Linked DNA regions of Drosophila melanogaster: region 2 is linked to region 1. A link is a contact called in public Hi-C data. All regions are on one chromosome and are shown on one strand. The core of a region is the stretch at or near the end of the contact, and the rest is flanking DNA. Distances in the headings are between cores, read along the strand shown.

The links. Hi-C and Micro-C count contacts between places; a contact is called where the count stands out from the background.
Region 2: a contact with region 1 is called in a Hi-C map of the Kc167 cell line, with 2.5 times the contacts expected there. A contact is called at or near these places in 3 of 107 Hi-C or Micro-C datasets (the Kc167 cell line and wing imaginal disc).

The regions. Positions count from the first base shown.
Region 1 is chr3L:5,508,955-5,512,857 of dm6, forward strand. It overlaps CG34342, which reads right to left and starts at 1,906. Exons shown (of 10, transcript NM_001169880.3): 1 at 1,842-1,906; 2 at 1,165-1,523; 3 at 932-1,060. The coding sequence starts at 1,866. It overlaps Lkr (Leucokinin receptor), which reads right to left. Exons shown (of 8, transcript NM_139711.3): 8 at 3,467-3,903.
Region 2 is chr3L:5,652,632-5,656,534 of dm6, forward strand. It overlaps lin-28, which reads left to right and starts at 2,050. Exons shown (of 5, transcript NM_139726.2): 1 at 2,050-2,415; 2 at 3,688-3,824. The coding sequence starts at 2,349.

The sequences.
Region 1 (3,903 bases), core at 656-3,155:
TGCATTGAACATCGACAACAAAGCAATTTCAGCTTAAAACAGTGCTAGCGGACTCTAAGCAGACCGACCAGGCCTGAGTGACTTGTATGCAAAATGTTTTTGCAAACAGTACCGGGAAGTTGAGGAAAAATAAAACCGACCAACGGATGCGGACGAGGATGCAGATGCAGATGCGGATGGGGATGCGGATGCGCCCGGATGGCAGGACAATAGCTCGCGCATGCCAGGCACTTGAAGCATGCACAGGAATTTTCATTTATTTATATATTGTGTTTTATAACCACCAGCAGGCGAAGCAACACACATTTTCACAGTTTTACGTGGCGGCGGGGTTTTTTCAATTTTTGTTCAAAAGTAGAAAATATATATAGATATACATATGCACATGCATACATATCGTGCTCCTCTTGTGATCAGCAAAACAGAGCAGAAAAAATAAGGGGCGAGAAACGAAGGAAATAAACTGACTGCCTGGCTGGCGTTGTCGTAAACATTGAGCCTGCCTTTGGCATGCAACGTTTTACGTATACGTAATGCGCCAACTAGGGTTGTCGAGAGGCACACGTTGCGATAGTTCGAACACTGAAAGAAAATTTACTATGCTAAATATGCCAGCTGCAAAAGATCGGTCTGCTAGCAGTGCACCCTAATCTGTGGAATGCCATCTCAGATATAAGTATCAATTACAGCTTATTTACTCATTTTGTCATATTTTTTGTCAAGGTTAGTACTCCTTTTCTTCAAGTGTAAATAGATAGTAACAGACAGGAATCGGGGGAGCCATCCAGATAGGCAAACACAACAAAGACCCATGAAAAGTTTCTCACACAAAAAGTCCATTGATTGAATTGCCAACAGAGGAGTGGTTGCGGTGGATTGAAACTGGCGTTGGAGGAAGGGCCGTTGGAGCGCATCAACAAAAGTTACTCACCTGGACCTCAGACGAGAGCATTGCTCGGTCGGCGGAATCAATGTCCAGGTCGATGGCACTGTAATCAGCGCGTATCGGATGCACCTTCGCCAACAATTGCGGTGACTCCTCGCGCATCCTATTGAATATCTGTTCGAAGGCAGTGGGTTGGGATTTTATCCGATATTGTACTGGCCAACGGCATGGAATGGTTCGCCTGACAGCAGGCTCCCGCATCCTGTCCTGACACTTACCGATTCATTGAAAAAGCCCTTCAAACGCTCCTGCACGCTCATGTTGTCCTTGCTGCGTATCAGCATGTAAATTTTACGCAATCCAAACGAGCGAAGCAATTTCTCTGTTAACACTTTGCCCACGAAGCCCGTACCGCCCGTAATGAGTACGGTGGCATTGCTATAGAAATCCGTAACCGGTGTCGCACTGACAGCGGCGGTGAAGGGGGCGGCAATCCCATCGACGCTGTTTGTTCTTGTGCCGGACGACGCCTCCTGGAAGAGCTGCTCCTCCTCTTCCTCCTCGACATCGTGGCCACTGGCACACCCATTGCTACTGCGTCGTGAGGAGCTGGTGGACGAAAAGGCCTTGCGAGCAGCTATTGGGTGGATTACGGAATAAATATAAAGCCAATCAGTTCAAGGACCTATTAACTGCAGCTTGGAATTAACAGAATCACAAGGATAACATCTGAGTTTTTCACTTTCGTTTCCAAAAGTATGTAACAACATACGACATATGTTCTATACATTTAGAAACTTTGGTATATAAGTGCAATTGTTATATCACAATATGTTCATGTGAGCCATTATCAAAGATTTTAATGGTCTCTCTCTTAGTTTTAAATAATCTTTATGCTTAAAAGGATGTCGAATAGACATCTTATATATGAATATTCAACTTCAATTTTACACACTTTTACTTGGATTTGCCTCGTGCATAATTTCCAATGTTGTTTTATATGGCTTATCCAAAAATCGAACCGTTCACTTCAAGGGTAAAAAGCACATTGACAAGTTTTCAATTTCAATGCGACTAAAAAGTAGGATTTTAATCAATAAACGGCAGACATGTATCGAAAAGATTTTCCCACCGCAAGTCAATTATATTAATATGAAGTACACACGATATATATCCCTTCTAGCCCAATTATACTATATCTATTTGTGTGTCCAACAACCCCTGCACTTTTCCAACGAGCACATCCATATATATATATATATATATATGGCTTAAAATGCGGACAGGGGGCGGGTGCGGTTTGGGGGGCATGGCTGACATTGTGGTTGCATTTGACCTGATGACCTGGGCGCCGGATGTCTGGCAAAAAGTGAGACGGCGGATCCACCTCTCTTTCACTCTCTTTCCATCCGCTTGTTGAGCCATTTTAAACAATGTTAATTATTCAATTATCAACAGCCAATGCGGCCACGTCCGTGTGACCATGTGTCCTTCTAACTGCCAGTGTGTGTGTGCGTGTGTGTGCGTGTCCCCATCATCCGTGTGTGCGTGTCCATATCCTCCGTCATAGTCACAGTTGGTACTTGTTCATCGCGTGAGCAAGTGCGCAGCATATGTTGTTTGATTGCAAGCGAAAAATGAGGCTCAAGTAAAACGTGCACAGATGCACTGTCAAAAAATTTGTAGAACTTTAGATTAGTTAAATACACCTATACTAGCTTATACAACTAATTATACAACATTGGTAAGATATATTATGAAATAGTTTTTCTTCTTAAAATGTTCATTAAAATGTTCTTTCTTGAGTGTAAGAAAAGTTACCTTGTAGTCAAAACAAATTTTTACACTTTGAGATCAAGAACTGTAACTTAAAAGTATTCAGTTTTTTTTTCCTGTGCACGCATGGCTGTGTGACATAGTTGTGGTTCTTGCTGCAGCCGTCATATATTTCTGTTCAATTGTCATTGTCCACATTCAGCCTGCAGTTGTTTGCATGGGCATTAGGGAAAAACGGTTGGCCAAATCGTTAAACGCTCATTATGCCATGAGCTTTAAGCGGCTTGAAATTTCAATTATTGATGCGCATTTAAGCATATTAACACCATACTAAGCGTATTTCCAAAATTTTATATGATTTTGAGCCTGTGGTGTCTCAGCCATTGTTTTTAGGCTTCACTTAATATTAAGTTTCCTATTTTCCGCCGAAAATAACACACATACTCAATGCGGCACCGCATAAGGGTTAAAGCTTTCGATGTCTTTGCTAGCGCCGCAAGAAACTTGAAAGCTCTTCGACCATCTTGGGCTTTTGATTGCCCATTTCCGGTGTGAGTCTCTGCTAAGCGATAATCTTTTAAGTAAAAAGCGCTCAAGTCAAAACTTTTACTTTCATTTAAAAGTAAATTTTCTTGATGTTTCAAATTTATAGCAAAATGCCATAATTTCAGTTCGTTTGAAACAAACGAAATGAAGCGGAAATTGCGAACCGAATTTATTCGTACAATTTATGGGCCACACATGAACAATAATAATTCATTCGGCTGCATGTAATTAAGAATAATAAAAATACTGGTATATTTTGTTTGTTTGCTTAATGACTCGAAATGTTTATTCGTTTTCGTTTGGTAATTAAATACAATAATAATTACATTAATAAGCCTTTCTGTTTTTTAATGACAAATATTGTACATTACATTTGCTTACATCCAGCTGTGTGCTTGTGTAGGATTTAATACATAATCGGATTGTTGTTAAAATACTATTTAAATAATTTAATTTAATGCTACTTAATTGATTTCAGGTGCTAATTTAATTTGATTCATTTTTTGTTCAGCTAATAATACATTTGATTTGGTGAGTTTTGGTTTGAGTTTGATAAGGTCATTAACGAATCGATTATTTACAACGTTTGGACTTCGTGCTTTAAGGATCGCAATTTGAAGATACCATTATTATAATACTGTACACGGCTCACGACCAGCATTCACACTCATTCAATATATATCCTTCTGCGAAAC
Region 2 (3,903 bases), core at 800-3,299, 140 kb after region 1:
CCAACGTGCCTCGAACCACCCCACGCGCTCTTTCATTTGCGATTTTGCATAGAATTTCGGTCTGGAATTTTCCTCATTTTCATGTCAGCCTTGATTTTATGTTTGGCAACGTTTTATAGTTAAAGCCGATTATTTTCATGGCCATTGTGTCTGCGCCCCCGTTCACAATGGCCCGTCTGGATGTGCCTCGAACCAAACTGAACCGATCCTCGGACCCTCGGACAATGCCCGGCTGCACTTCCCCAAACTTCAATTGCATTGCCTGTGTGAATGGCAGGACGCCTTGTTAATCCTGTTCCAATTACGCACATGTGAGTGCCTGCCATCCGTTGCATCCCTAATGGGCACTTTCGCTCTCGCCGCGTCCTTTGTCCCTTTGGCCGGCTTTGTCCATCGACCACTGGCCAGCGGATTGAGATTGGGAGCGGCTTAGGGCAGCCAAAATATTGATTACAGACTGTGCGACGGCTGGCTCACGATGCATTGTTTTGGGTTTTTTAGCATTTATTTACTATTGATAAAACATCAAACTGACCCTCAGTGACCCCTCAGGCATTAACAGCGCTCGCCCTTCGGAAATTTCTGATGATTTTCATCTTGTTTGGGCCTCGATTGGTTCATATTACCTTTTTATTTGCGTTACCAATTTTTTACATTGATACCAAAACAAGCTGTGAAACATAAAATATTACTTATAACAATCCTAGTTTTTAAAAACAAATCCTTTTCATAACAAGTCTTCCGTTTATCTAAATGTTGTCAGTAGCAGAAGTTGTTCATTAGATAAACTAAATATTCGAAAACATTTCTGCGACATAGTTATTTATAAATTAGGTCGAACAACTAATTTTAATTTGCCCTACTAATTTCTGGTAATTTTACAAAAATATTCTTCCAAATTTATCCTTCGAAAACATTTTTACTGCAAATCGATCCTGGTCTTGCCAAATTTACGAACCACAAAATGTTCATCTGATGCCTCCCCTGTGCATTTGATCCTCGATACAGTTTCCGCCCTCGGATCGACTGTCATCAATGGCATTGGTCATCGATTTGGCACGCCAGCGTGGCACGTGCCGAAATTAATTGCTACAATCCGGAGTCGCAGGACGAAAAGGGAGGAAGAGGCAGGACGAGCGTTCGCAAATATGTTGCACAATGCAGCTCGGGGGTGCATATTTCATATCAGCCGGCGAGGGGTTGAAATGCATCGAGAATTCACAGCTGCCCGGCACGCGACTTAAGCGAGGGTTGCAGAACGCCAGTTGTGGTGCAGTTTTTTAGTGCAATTTTTTTGGCAGTCACCAATGGGAATAGTTCGCTTTTTAGCGGCATCTTTTTTTTAGGGAAGTGATCAGCCTATCAGGATAAAGCAGGATTCGGGGTGATTAAGTATTTCATTTTATAAATTATTTCTATTTGCACTTTGAGTGAAAAATGGAGGTACAAAGATTTGTTCCTAGATTGGCTATAGTTTTAATAATTTCTCGAATGGTCATTTTAAAGATAGTTACAATTTGAATTTAAACATTTTGGAATTTAAACTATAAGTGCTTACCTATGAGGCTAACAATATAATTGTATAATTGCTAATATAGTCATAAAAAAGTTAATTAAAACCTATTCAGTCTAGTTTGTATAACAGTTTAGTTTCTCAAGTATCCTGAAGTGCGCTAGTCTCACGCACTTTTTTAGTGCCATACAGATGCAGATACATCCCAATCCGAATCCGAAAGTGTGCTCGGCATTTAGGTTCTGAGGTCTTTTTAGTCGACATAGATAAATTTGGCTCTCACTCTAGCGCTCTCTCTCTGCACGTTTTTCGGTGTTTCTCCCCGCGATCGTCATGTAGAGTATCTGTCAGATACATTTACGCGCTCAACTCAAATCGAAACCGAAACGGTGCGAATTCACTCAACTTTCGGCTCGGCGTTTTCCACGCTCACTCACCGACACACCAAGCACACACACACAAGCGCAGAGTCGAATATTGTTTTCAAGATACTGAGCTAAATATTTTTCGGGCCTGCTGCGACCTTCCTAGAAATAGTCAAACGCAACGCGGAGTCAGTGTGACGAAGTGCGTCGTGCGCAGCGGCAGCGTTTTCCTAATTTCCCCTTCGCTGAACCCAAAAATTCGAGAAAGTGCTGTAGCTGTGTTAGTGCGGGCAGTGAAAGATACAGATACAAATACAGATACGGATCTTTGGCCACATGTCTGTTCGTTGGCAGGAAAAACATGCATTTGCAGTGAAGTTTTAAGCAACATTGAATTTTGGAGCGAGTAATCAAACAATTGAAGTGGATTTTAAACTAAGAAAAATAAACTAAAAACCCAAGAAGTCAGCATGGAGAACGTACAGCTGGAAAATGGCTTGGAAAGGAGGACCACCAGCCAGAGTTCCACTTCATCAGGTTTGTTTAGAATATGGAGTAGAGTGAAACTAATTTCCAGCTAATGCATGAACGTCACACGAACGAACGTCTACATTCCCCGCTGCCCACAACAAACGTGTTTTGTGTTCCAAAAAAAGCGACAACAAATTCAATAGGAAATCTTATCAAACTGATTGCTGATTGGCTGTGCGATCGCCCTAATATTTGGTTTCTGTTTTTGTCTGGTTTTTTTTTTTTTTATACTGCGCAGTTCTTTTTTTGCTGGCGTATGTTTTTCTTGGTTTCTGTTGTGTTTTTGCCATTCGCTGATTTGATTTTTTATTGGTAAATTGGGGGGTTTCTATATACAGAGGTGTCATCAACCCCCGAACATTGACCGACTTACCATCACACTTCGATCAAGGACACAGGCAGTCCAGTTGAGGATTATCCTCGCCTCAATGCATTTGAGGCATTAGATCTGCGCAGACTTACAAACCTAATTGAACGGGGAAACCAGTTTGCGGCTTACCTATAAGAAAAGGAAAAGGACACCCAACCATCCCAAAAGGATAATCATGTAATGGTGGTGGTTTGAGTAAAGAATGAAAGATTTTCATTCAATTAGGTTTCTTATCAGACGCAAAAGAATTTCCAAGATCTTAAAAGTCCATTCACGTTCTCGCTGGAAATGAGTAAGAAAATGCTTGAGCAGCACAACGACCTAGAAATGCCAGCGCAACCCCCGAAAATGAAAATTTTAATTCCAGATAAGCCAGAGCACAGGCATGAGAATGCATTCCGAGTATCTGGGCATCTGGGCAATACTACGAGTACACTCAAGTACTAGGGCCCACTTCGACAAATATATAGATAAGCTGGCAGCGAAATGGGAGCGAGCGAAGTGAAAACAATTTATGAATGAATGAATGAATGAATGAATGAGCCAGCCCAAATGGATATGGGCTGGTGCGAGTGTGTGAGTGAGATGAGCCCCTGCTTAGATAATGGAATGAATCCACTCCGCCGCGCCGCTCGTTCAGTTATTTCCGAATATTTCTTATAATAACAACGAAACCTGTTTTCTGCCCTCAATGGGCGTTGAGTTGGGATGGGGACGTGGAGGGCTAGAGAAGAACCTAACCCAAGTTGAACTTGCCTCGCGGCAAATGGGGCAAGGACACGATGAATGTTGTTCAGCTGCCTATTTGCCGCTTGGTCATTTGAATAACAAAACCTTGAACAGAGGGATTCCCAGACAGGATATCGAATTGGGCACCGAACTCAAGTTTCATTTTCTATTCCCTCCAGCGAATCCGGCAAATCTTGCGAGTCCCACCGAGGAATGCGGTTGTGTGCGACTGGGCAAATGCAAATGGTTCAACGTGGCCAAGGGATGGGGCTTCCTTACACCCAACGACGGCGGCCAGGAGGTGTTCGTCCATCAGGTGGGTACTCTCTTTCTTGGATGAAACTGAGGTCTTTCCTTAATGCAAGGCCTTATGTACTATCCGATAGAATATGGAA